2 separate regions of the Gossypium hirsutum genome follow, and region 1 is linked to region 2. The links are chromatin contacts, called in public Hi-C maps. All regions are on one chromosome and are shown on one strand. Each heading gives the region's core, a stretch centred on a gene start, on an enhancer-like site or on the middle of the called end of the contact. The rest is flanking DNA. Distances are from core to core; before and after follow the strand shown. Region 1 holds the start of LOC107962490 (ubiquitin-fold modifier 1). Region 2 holds the start of LOC107962486 (small ribosomal subunit protein S13, mitochondrial).

Region 1 (5,780 bases), core at 728-3,227, 130 kb after region 2:
TTTCCTGCCAAATCCAATCGAGTGTTATAGGTAAACATAAATCATAAACTAAAAGTGCAAAATCTTTTCATTGTTGTAACCGCATAATAGCTATTTTATTTTCCGGCTTAGACGGAGATTCTATTTACATAAGTCATAATAGGATGAACATTCAACACAGACACCAAGCATGAGAAGAGAGGTAGAATAGACTTAACATAGCTGCAATTCACATCATTAAGTTTTTCTGAAAGTATTCAACGAAAGTGAAACTGACACAGGAATGCCTGTCTGCTTAAATGATATCCTAAACTAATCTTAAATGCCGGATTCTCAAAAATGAAAATATCGATGCTTATTTCAAGTGCAAAGTTTAAAGAAAATGGTAAAATTTCAGGAGACTTGATAAAGAAGAGCAAATAAAATGAAGCTCTAAAACCCTAAAATTAGTCAACAACAATTAAGTGTCAGCATACCTGCACTTTGCTGAGGATTGATTCCCACACCATCTGTTTTCAGAAAAAAACATAATATAATTCAATATAAAATGAAGTGGAAACTAACATATAATTTAGGATGAACATATTAAGATACCTAACATCATAGAGTTGACATGCCCAGCTGATCCCAACTATATACACATTTATATTTAAAACAACATAGTTGCAACTATGATTATTGAAAAGTAAATGATAAAAATGGAGCCAAAGCTGCTTATGGAGAGTTAACCTTGGCAAAGTTTTGATTTATCAACAATCGGTTCCAACTATCATTTATCGACAAACAGAACCAAATTTCAAGCAGAAGATAATGAATCCTTTCAAATATGATGAACTTGATTAGGCCATTTTTAATTGTTTGCTAAAGAGCATATAGTGTCTTTTCATTGTCTTGGCCTGCTTGATATTTTAGCTAATCTAACTAAATGACAACCATATGTATAGAAAAAATGGAGCACCGTAATGTGCTCCTCTGTACAAGTCTCTCATGTCATTACTAATCAATAAGACCGAACAACCCTGATTGACTTATGACCCATTTTGCTCCAGGTAGGGAGAAAAAACATTGCACATTGAAAAACAATGAATAGCCTTTAACCATAGTTGACAACTTCTCATGAAATTAACACAATGTTTGCAGCCACAAATAAGTGAATACAGATGAATTTTAAGTAGGGGAACAAGATAATATAGCTAAGAAAAAAAAATAGCCCAAATGTTAAAAAAAAAACACTTTAAATAACATAATAGAAAATAAATAAAGAGATTGCACTTGACAAAAAAGCATATAACATCTGCCAATTCTATCAAAATATTAAAAGAAAAACAATTATTTTGATCACGTATTTTTTTTCATCATAGTTGCCTAAGAAAATCAGATTGTACTAAATTGAATTCTGCCTAATTCACCAATTATTTCGATTTCCTTTAAAAAAGGGCAAATTTGCTAATCTAAGCCAGTTTACATCTTCCAATTCCCAAATCCTAATTTAACAAAAAAAAGCATGTGATTTAATTGAAACATGCAGAAAGAAATATAAAATCACCAAAATCAATACTTAAATCCAAAAAAGAAAAAGAGTAGAAGGAACGAATTGAATTACCATTGGTGATGATAGCACTGGTTTGAGGAGGGACTTTGAATTCCTCGGCTGCGAATTTCAAGACGGCTGTAAAAGGGGCTGCTTCAGGCACGCTAAACCTGCAATTACGAAAATCATATAAAAAAAATCAAGATTAATAACCAAAATTAGGGAAAATTAAATCAAGCGATCGAACCCTCCCCCCCCCCCAAAAAAAAAAAAAAAGAACTCACACTTTGAAAGGGAGCTTAGGATCAGAGGTAAGAGTGACTTTAAATGACACTTTTCCTCCGCTCGCCATTTCTCTCCTTTGCTTTCTGAAATTTTCCCAACAAAAAGAGATCTGATTATATATAATCTTTTTAATTAAATTTCTCGAAATTAATATATAGATATCGCTATAAATGAAAAACAGTGAAAAAAATCGACTTCGAATGGGCTGGGTTTTGGCCTAAAAAGGAGCTGGGTTCATTGGGCCTGGACCTTTGATTAGAAATATTCTGATTATATAATTAATTAAAATCTTAATGCAAACTTTAGTCCTTGAAGTATACCGTTTTTATCACTTTAGTCCTTAAATTTTTTTCCTACTTTAGTCTCTAACGTTATCAGAGTTCCCAGTTTAGTCCTTAAAGTTTGTTAATTAAATACTAGATTTGGAGAGGAAAAATGAATAGGAATAAAGGAACATTTAGTGCCCAGTCTCTCAACTTGTAACTTTTCCAACTATGGCCTCTGATTTTTTTGTTCACATTAGTTTCAAAATTTGATAATTTTTATCCAATTTAATCCCTAAATTTGGATTCTATTAAAGTGTAATAATGTGATACTTTGAAATTGAGCCACTAGAAACTTTTTTAATTTTTAAGAATTATATCTTTATTTTTAATTATTTTTGTATTTTTTTTAATTTTATATAAGTCTATTTAAAAATTTTAAGCGATGATGAAGCAATTTAAAATGAATATATGATATTCATTCATAAATAGTTTATTTTTATGGTCTCTATTCATTTATCCAGTTGTATAAAATAACGAATATTATGATTAGATTAATAACTTTTTTTATCATTGGTGTTTTTTATTTTATATATTATAATATAATTATTATATTATGAACATATTTTTAATGGTTTGCGAACATGTTTTATTATAAATTCATAAACATGACAAATAAATTATATGATTTTAAAAAAATTCATCAACATATAACCTACACATAAAAAATAAGTAAATGAATATGGATTGTATTTTAGTTCGATTAACATGAGCATTGTTATCAATTTAAGAGGATGTGTTTTCGAGTGCATTGAAACACATTATTTTTTATTTATGGGTTAGGGAGGAACTACAATTTCATGAATTATTAAAAACACATTATCCAAATATTTTTAAAAAAAATTAATTTTATGTTGCTTGCCCAAAGTCAATACTCAAATTTGGAGATAAAAAATTACAAATTCTAAAATTCCAACTCATTTTAACGAAAAAAATCAATTAAATTAAATTCAAATTTTTTAAGATATTTTTTTTCTCAACCCTTAAATAAGAGAATATATATGATTCAGTCTCTTATATTGATAATAATACCAATATCAGCCGAATTAAGATTCACTGACCAATGTCAACCGAATTAAGATTCAATTGACAGATATTTTCTATTTAATAATGATTGAGAAACACTTGAGTTGGGGTGTTAGGTTGAGATGGGCCGGCAATGCCCTTAGCTTTAGTACTTTGAGGGCCCAATGAAGAAGATATGATACCCAATTATGCGCTTTTGGAGATTACCATAAAATTATATATGAAAGTCATAAAAATGTATGTAGTCAGCTCGAACTTTTTGGAGAAAATAAAAAAGGGAAAAAGGAAGGCAGAGAAGAGAACATGGAAGATGGAGCCAATGGCACAATGGCTGGGCCAAGCCTTAGATTCTGGTCTGACCCTTCCCATGTTACATGGTCCTTCACCATCCCACTTACTCTATCATTCATCTCCTTCCTTCAAGTAAAGCTATTTTTGGTTCATGGAGTTTTCTTTCAGTGTATCTAGTTTCCTTGCACTTACCATTTCACTTTCATCCATTTTTTAGGTTACAAATACATGCAATATCATCATCAAATTGATCATCAGAATAATGATTAAACAAGATTCATATATCGTAAAACTTAAATTAAATTTTGATTGAGAACTTACATATGGTATTTACACATAGTTAAACTTGAATCCTGAATCTCAGAGTTTTCAAAACTTCAACCTTACTATTAAGTTAATACCTCATTGAAAACCATTGATATTCATAATGAAATTAAGATTATCTAACGAGATTTGAATAAAATATAGAACTTAAAACTTAACTTAGTTGATCGTTGAAATTATTTTAGATTTTTTTAAGTGCAGTTTATTCGTACTTAACAATTATCTTTCATAATTCAATTAAGATTATTAGAGCTATGTTTATATTAGGTGTAAAATAGTGTTTTAATAAAAAAAAATTGAAGCTTAACTCAATTGATTGAGGATATTCTCGATTTTATGATGAGGAGGATGGAAAAAAAGAAAAAAGAAAGGGATTCTTCAATGAAACATCCTTTAAGCACGTGGGACAATACATCCATTGAAAGATTTAGAAGCTTTTGGTCTACCCAAAGCTATTATCTTCCCAAGAATTTAAAGCACCACGAAAGTGCTTTTAAATGCTATATAGAACTTCGCATGACATCATTCGGTAAAAGTATTACGAAAATTTTCGTATTACAGGTTAGATTACATTTAGTTTTCTCTATTAAAAATGAGTAAATTAGTTTTTGTACGTTAGATCAAAGAATAAATTAATTTTTTTGTTAAAAATTACATCTGTACTATTAAAAACTGACGTGACTAATGAAATAACTAGATAATGACACCTGACATGCCATGTGTATCTCAGGATGACATATTTGTTCTTAATAGTAGAAATAAATGAATTTTTTAACAAAAGAACTAATTTATTCTATGATCTAATGTACAAAAACTAATTTACCCATTTTTTTAAACAAAAGAAACAAAATATAATTTAATTTTTAGTATAGGGACCTCCATAATAATTTTACCAACATCCTTCAAACTAATAAATTTACATCATATTAAATACAGATTGCATCTAGTTTAGTTCAATAAACTCATTTTTATTATTTTTAACATATTAAAAACTACGTATTTATATTTATATCACATATTTTTATAATTAAATTTAAATAGTTTTTTTTTTTAAAATCTCATCATGTTCCTTTACTTGAGATATGTAGTTTATGAAAGGATCACCACCTTTTCCTTTCTTTTTTTAATCAATCATTTGAGAGAAAAAAAAATCAAAATTTATAACAAAAGATGGAGATAATTATCCATTATCATATAATTAAAACTTGATGGAATTATCCAACCAACGACAAAAGGTCATGTAAGAAAATGTAACAATTCAACTAATTTTCCTAGGTTTTCCCATGATTAGTCAAGTTGCACCATTTCATAAGGGTTAAATTTTGTTCCAAGTGCCTCTACTTTTTATACATTCAGAATTTAGTTATTTTACTTTTCGAATCTAAAGATGTAAGGCCAATTATTAATATTGTTAAATTCGAGTTCATTACAATATCATTTTATTTAGTTACATAGTTACAAAGTGAGTACATTTTTTTTATTTCAAATTAACAAAAAAAAATAATAGGGTTAGCAATTGGACTAAATACTGAAATCTAAAAGGTAGAATCACTAAATTCTTTGAAACAAAAGTACAAAGAGTGCAGGGACATATAGCATATTTTAACCTTTTCTAGAACAACCGCCCGGTATAACAATATTTTGCTATAACAATCAAGTTTTTAGTAAAACCGATTTTTTATGTTTTATTTTAACCATCTATAACAAATTTTCACTTATAAAAGCAACAATCATATAGTTATGAAATATATTCTTTATTAAATTAGTTTTCTATAACAACATATAATCTACAATTTTAAGTAAAATTATAGATATTTCTTATAAGCAAGCATGTTAATTATAATTTATTAAATAAAAATGATCGTAATTAAAATATTATTTTAATAAAATGTTTAAATTTCACATGAAAAAAAATCTATTAATCATATTTTATTAAATGAAATAATCTTCGGTGGGTGGAATTAAATATTTAATAAACTATTAAAGATATAGTTTTAACATATGAAAAATATAGAACAACT
Region 2 (6,182 bases), core at 3,554-6,053:
ATGTAGCAAACAAGGACAAGAAGACAAAGTTTATTGCTTGAAGAAAGCTTTATATGGATTGAAGCAAGCTCCGAGTGCATGAAACACAAGAATAGATGAATATTTTCAGAAGAACGAGTTCATGAAAAACCTATATGAGCATGCTCTATATACGAAGAAAAATGAAATTAGTGACATCATGATCGTGTGCTTATATGTGGATGATATGATTTTCACGGGAAACAATCCAGGTATATTCAATGACTTTAAGAAAGCTATAACTAAAGAATTTGAAATGACAGATATAGGAGAAATGCCATAGTTTCTTGGAGTCAAAGTGAAACAAATGAAAGATGGAACATTTGTGTCTCAAAAGAAGCATGCAGAACAAATTTTAAGAAAATTCAATATGAAAGATTGCAAGCTAGTAGCCACGCCAGCAGAACCAAGCATGAATTTAAGTGTTGATTCATCCAGAGATCCAGTAAATCCAACGTTGTTTAAAAGTATCATTGGAAGTTTAAGGTACTTGACTATCATGCGGCCAGACATCATGTACGTAGAGGGAATAGTTAGCAGATACATGGAGAAGCCAAAACAAGATCACCTGATTGCAGCAAAGAGAATTTTGAGATACATCAAAGGTATGATGGATGAGGGTTTATTTTATACAAACTCACAGAGTTCAAAATTGATTGGTTATTTAGATAGTGATTATGGTGGTGACTTGGATGATCGCAAAAGCACATCCGAATATTTATTCCATATTGGCTCCGCAGCATTTTCATGGTCATCGAAAATGTAACAAACAATAGCTCTTTTAACATATGAAATAGAATACATGGTTGTTGCTACATGTACGTGTCAAGCAATTTGGTTAAAGAATATTTCGGGCGAATTATCTATAATACAAGAAGATCCAATTACAATTTATGTTGACAACAAGTCCACAATATCTCTTACAAAGAATCCAGTGTCTTATAGTCAAAGCAAGCATATCGATACAAAGTATCATTTTATTCGAGAGTAAGTGAAAAATAAAAATGTGGAGTTCGTTTATTCAGAACAGAAGATCAATTGGCGGACATTTTTATGAAGCCATTGAAAGTGGACATATTCCATAAACACAAAGAAAAACTTGGAATGAAAAGTTTAGTTTGAGGGGAAATGTTAGAAAACAAACCAACTTTCAAAGGTCAAAAAGTGCAGCTAAAGAAGTTATTTTCAAATTATTTTTTACCTCATGCAAATTGGATGATGCTGGAAACTTCAAGGATGATGACAGCACATTGAAAAGTCTTACACGGCAAGGAAAAAAAAGTCAGCTGACTATGTCTATATATGTGTATGTATAGTTCATGTGTGCTTGCTGAAAAATTAGTAAGTTTGAGAGGAAAAAGTGTATGTGAGTTATAAAAGAAAAACTAGCAGCAACTAGTATAGAGAGAAAAAAAAAAGAAGGGAAAGAGAGTTTGTATTGTGTTTATTTGTGTGTAATAAAAAATTAGTATTTGAGTTAATTTTATTACGCTTCCAACATATCCAACAACCAATCTAAAGATTAACACCATCGTGGACAAATCAAAGATTTGATTTAAAAATGTTGAGCAACTGAGGTTTTTTTTATGAAAAGGTGGAGAAATTTTAAAATTAATTTTTTAAATTATCTTATTTGATGAAATAAAGTTGCCTCTCTTTTAATTTTTTAAATGATCTTATTTGATGAAATAAAGTTGCCTCTCTTTTTTTTCTCGTATTTATGAATAACAAAAAAAAGAGAGTAAAATAGTAGACTTCCTCAATTATTTAACAAACTAGTTGAGTTTGCAGGGGAGCGGTGAAGTGGTTACTATGGGGGATTGACTTCAAAGTATAGACCCAACAACCTAGCATACATGCGCATGGAAAGAGCACGTAAAGGCAGGGAAATACAACTTTCTCGTGCGTGCATTTTGAATGGCTGAAAAATATAGAGGCTAGGTTAGAAGAAAGCTGCTTGGAGATGGTGGAAAAAGGAAGAAGGTTGAGATGATAGAACAAGGCAATGCATGGGCAACGAGTAAGTGAAATAGTAATGGTAAAGGTGAGGGAAATTTTTGATATGGTTAGATAGTTTTAGTAGTTATTCAATGTAGTAGAAAATTTGTGTATATATACACTTTTGACACCAAGTAAGGATGGAAGAGTAAGTTTATTCAACACCCTTTCCTTAAAGCATTGTTATCTTTTTCTATCTCCTATCTTTTATATATTTTGGAATCTTCTTTGATCTTCGTAAGTATTTCCTTTTTCACGATATTATGATTTATGTATTGATACAATAACATCTACTATTTTTAGTGTTAAATATACAATAGGCAATTGGAATTATTGTTGAAATTATATTAGCTTATGACATTTTTTAACATATATTAGTGTTGAATGTACATTAAAAACTAATAGTTATTACTGTTGAATATCTGTTGGTGTTAATATACAATATAATGTTGAATAATTATTTTTTTGTTCATTAGGTTGAGGAAAAAAAAGATTATGACATTGTCTTTTTTTTTTGGTTCGAATTTTGACATTGTTGTATTGTTGTATATCTATGGTGAAGGAAAATATTTAATTAGCATAATGGTATTTTGAATATAGAACAATGTAGTGTTGTTCGAATTTCAAAATCTATTGAGATAATTGTATTATGATATGAGAAATGTTTATGTTTTAGTTAAAAATATTATATTAGTGAGGAAAATATTATTTTTTACTCGTTATATATTAATTAATTTTTTTAATTTAAATCGATATTATATATAGGAATTCTATAAAAAATAGTCATAAATTTTATGTTGCGGTGAATTGTAATAGTCGAATTCGTGATACGAATTTCAGTGTAATCTTTGAGTCTAAAAGTTTGATTAACATAATGTTCAAAAATGACATCATGTTAGTGGAGATGAAATGCAAAATTAGTAAAAAATTAGATAATTCAACTTACTCAGAATTGAGGTAAGTCACTTAATATTGAGGTAAGTTATACTATGAATGCCACAAATGAATTAATCCATAAATGGACCTAGGATTAATTAAACTTGGGTCTTGTTAATTCAGACAATTACATTCATGTTTCTATCTTTTGTGAGTCAACCGCTCAGATACCCTAGATAATGTATCTCTCTTGGACTTGATAGACGACATACTGTCCTTTAATCGATTTTCTCAATGCCAATTTATCAGACGATGGAACTTTTAGGTTACCTACTAATATAAGGTATCTTCTCGCATTACAATCTGACCACATAATGCAACTTAGTATTAGTTAAACATTAGGTCATCAATGAGTCAATGTTTGCTTACATTTTGCTTTATGTGTAAAAACTGTCAATGACAAATACAAACAACATTAAAGTGAATAGTGGGATTTTATTTAAGTTAGTCTTTTCATACAATTATAAGTACAAATGATGAATAAACTACACTTAAAACACTAAATCCTAATAGACACATCTCCCGATATAGAAATGCAAAGGCAACTGAACCCCAACTGTAGCCCCTACACTCTTGTAGATAGGCTAACAATGGGAGATATGCCACATGAAATAAATTACCAAATTTATCAGACATTAGCATCTCTCCTATCAACCGCAAATTTTGCAATGAGCATAATTTGTTGAGACTTGATCAATCATTCATTACAAAATTTTGTTCTAATTATGTCATATTCAAACAAAGACCTTTTGCGTATTTGCTTTCCAAATGCTTGCCCAAGTACATGTTGTAGATCTTATAAATTACATCATTTTTGGCAACATGGTTCTCAATTTGAAAGGCCAAGTTGTAGAATCATGCCCTCAAATGTGATTGTGCATTCTCCACATAGAAAATGGAATACGCGTATCTCAAACCTGCAACACCATAACCAATGCATGAATCCTTTTCTAATATCGAGCACGAGTCAGATTGTAAAACTCGAACTCATTGAGATATGACTCCATGGCTGTATGAGTTCCTCGATACCCAAATTTCAATGTTGGATGTTATGCCTGTAAAGGTACTTGTAATTAAACAAATATATTGATTATTTCCAGTTTTTTGAAAAAAAAAACTTGCTAATATAAAATTAAGATAAAACAATATTTGGCATGCGAAGAAGTTTCCAATTACGAGATTTTACTGATTCATGTTGACGTGTAGAAATATATGTATCCTTAAATCTCAACAAGTTTCCACTAGTGGCCATCTTTAGAGTTTCTGTAATTTAACTCCAAGTAATAAAACAACATAATTTGCAATATCATATATATTAACTTTTTATTCTAATACCCTAAATTTCACAACAACATAACAAATAAACTAAATTATAATAATATTCCAATACACTAAAATATAATAATATAATAACATTTAAATAATATCTCAATATACTAACAACATTAACTGAAAAATAAACTATATATTTTACAAACACTTAAAAATAATATATAACATTCCAACTAATCCTAATCACTAAAATATCACCATAAACTTAAAATTCACACTTAAAATAAAAATATTTAATAAAAATACTTACTATAAAGGAAAAATACAACAATATAATAACATTTAAATAACTAATAATAAATCATAAAGTAAACTATTTGGTCGTTCTTTTCAACTCATATATATATATATATATAAGTGAATAAAGTTCATACTATTCCATTGTAATTAGCATGGCAAAGACATGTCAAAACTTAGCCGTCATAGCCCAGGAGAGGGACTAATCTCGGGCTTATCCAAAAGGTTTGGGCTATAGGGCAAGACTACAAACAGATCAATGCTTTAAGTTTTCATCGGCGCTCCCAAGACTCAACAGCCCAAGTGGATCTTTGCTCTTTGAACTCCCAAAGTCCTGAATGATAAACAAAACCCTTGCAAAAATCCCTCTTACCAAAGTTGCAGGCTCTGATTCTCGTCAAATCTAAACTCTTTCAGCGTCTAAGAATGTTGGGGTTACGGTGTTCTGTCGGAACACTATCTGATGTCGGTCATCGCCTCCTTCAAACCATGACGGTCAGTGCCTCTCCTTATTTCTCGATATCCATAATATTTACGATCTTAAGAATTTTTTTCATCCATTGACCTCTTGCCAAGGATTAGGATTATATCATTTTTAGAACTAATGATTTCCTAATTAGTGTTTATCAGCTTTGGGTTTCTGGGTTCATGGATCTGTCTGTTTCTATTAGTCTTTTTCCATTTACACTTTTTAATCAAGGAAAATTAGAAGTTGGTTTTGATATTTTTTTGTCCTTGTTCCATTAACATGTTGAAATCTAGGAAGTAAATGTTTTTCTTAAAACAATATGTAAATTAGATTTTGGTATTAACCAGTCAAGACTTTTATATCAGTTTAATGGTGTTATTGTTAAATTGGGTTTCTTTTTTCTTTCCCATTGAACTGCAACAAACCTGATAGGATCTTATAGTTATGTTGTGCATTTGTGTAGGCCAAGTATATAGTTCATCTGGGATAAACTCGGTTTGATAGTTGAAATCAGGGTTTCATTTGTTTTCAGAAAAAAAGAACTTATATGTTTTATGGTACCTGCTGGGAACTTTTGTTCTTTCACTGTTTCATGCAGTTTCATGGAATAAGAGTACAAGGCATTCGTGTGGGAAGTGCTGAAATTCCAGACCACAAGCGCATTGCAGTTTCTCTACAGAGCATCTATGGAATTGGTCGTAGCAGAGCTCGCCAGATCTTAAGCGAGCTCAATATAGATAACAAACTCACTAGGGAATTGACAGGAAGAGAACTCATGGCTCTTCGCGAGCACGTCTCTTCCACATACATCATTGGAGAAGATTTGGTATGAACTTTTTTCCCTTCTCTACTTGCTTGATAAAACTTGCGTTCTCAAATGTTATACATTTCTTTGGTAATTTAGAGGCGATGCATCAATGCGGACATAACCAGATTGAAAGGTCTTCAATGCTACAAAGGGATCCGGCACGAGGATAAATTGCCTTGCCGAGGACAGCGCACAAAAACCAATTCCCGGACCGCAAAAAAGGGACTAACTGCTGTTTCAGAAAGACACAGAGCTTCTTATGCTTAGGTCTAATTTCTCGCCTTAAGTTGCAACTTATTTTGAAAATTTTCAATTAGACCTGCTATATCAGCTCAATAACTTTCCCCCCTTGAATTGAATCCAATTATGCATATTGTTTAACCT

Evidence for each region. A called contact is a pair of places that touch in the nucleus more often than the background predicts.
Region 1: a Hi-C map of leaf shows a contact between it and region 2, with 2.2 times the contacts expected there. The contact joins the promoter of LOC107962490 here to the promoter of LOC107962486 in region 2. A contact is called at or near these places in 3 of 34 Hi-C or Micro-C datasets (cotyledon and leaf).

What each region holds. Positions count from the first base shown.
Region 1 is chrA06:6,825,547-6,831,326 of Gossypium_hirsutum_v2.1, forward strand. It overlaps LOC107962490 (ubiquitin-fold modifier 1), which reads right to left and starts at 1,978. Exons shown (of 4, transcript XM_016898898.2): 1 at 1,795-1,978; 2 at 1,583-1,680; 3 at 456-488; 4 at 1-4. The coding sequence starts at 1,862.
Region 2 is chrA06:6,692,100-6,698,281 of Gossypium_hirsutum_v2.1, forward strand. It overlaps LOC107962486 (small ribosomal subunit protein S13, mitochondrial), which reads left to right and starts at 4,804. Exons shown (of 4, transcript XM_041114996.1): 1 at 4,804-5,016; 2 at 5,589-5,816; 3 at 5,895-6,065. The coding sequence starts at 4,948. The coding sequence ends at 6,065. LOC107963233 reads left to right here and starts at 326. Exons shown (of 1, transcript XM_016899798.1): 1 at 326-784. The coding sequence starts at 326. The coding sequence ends at 784.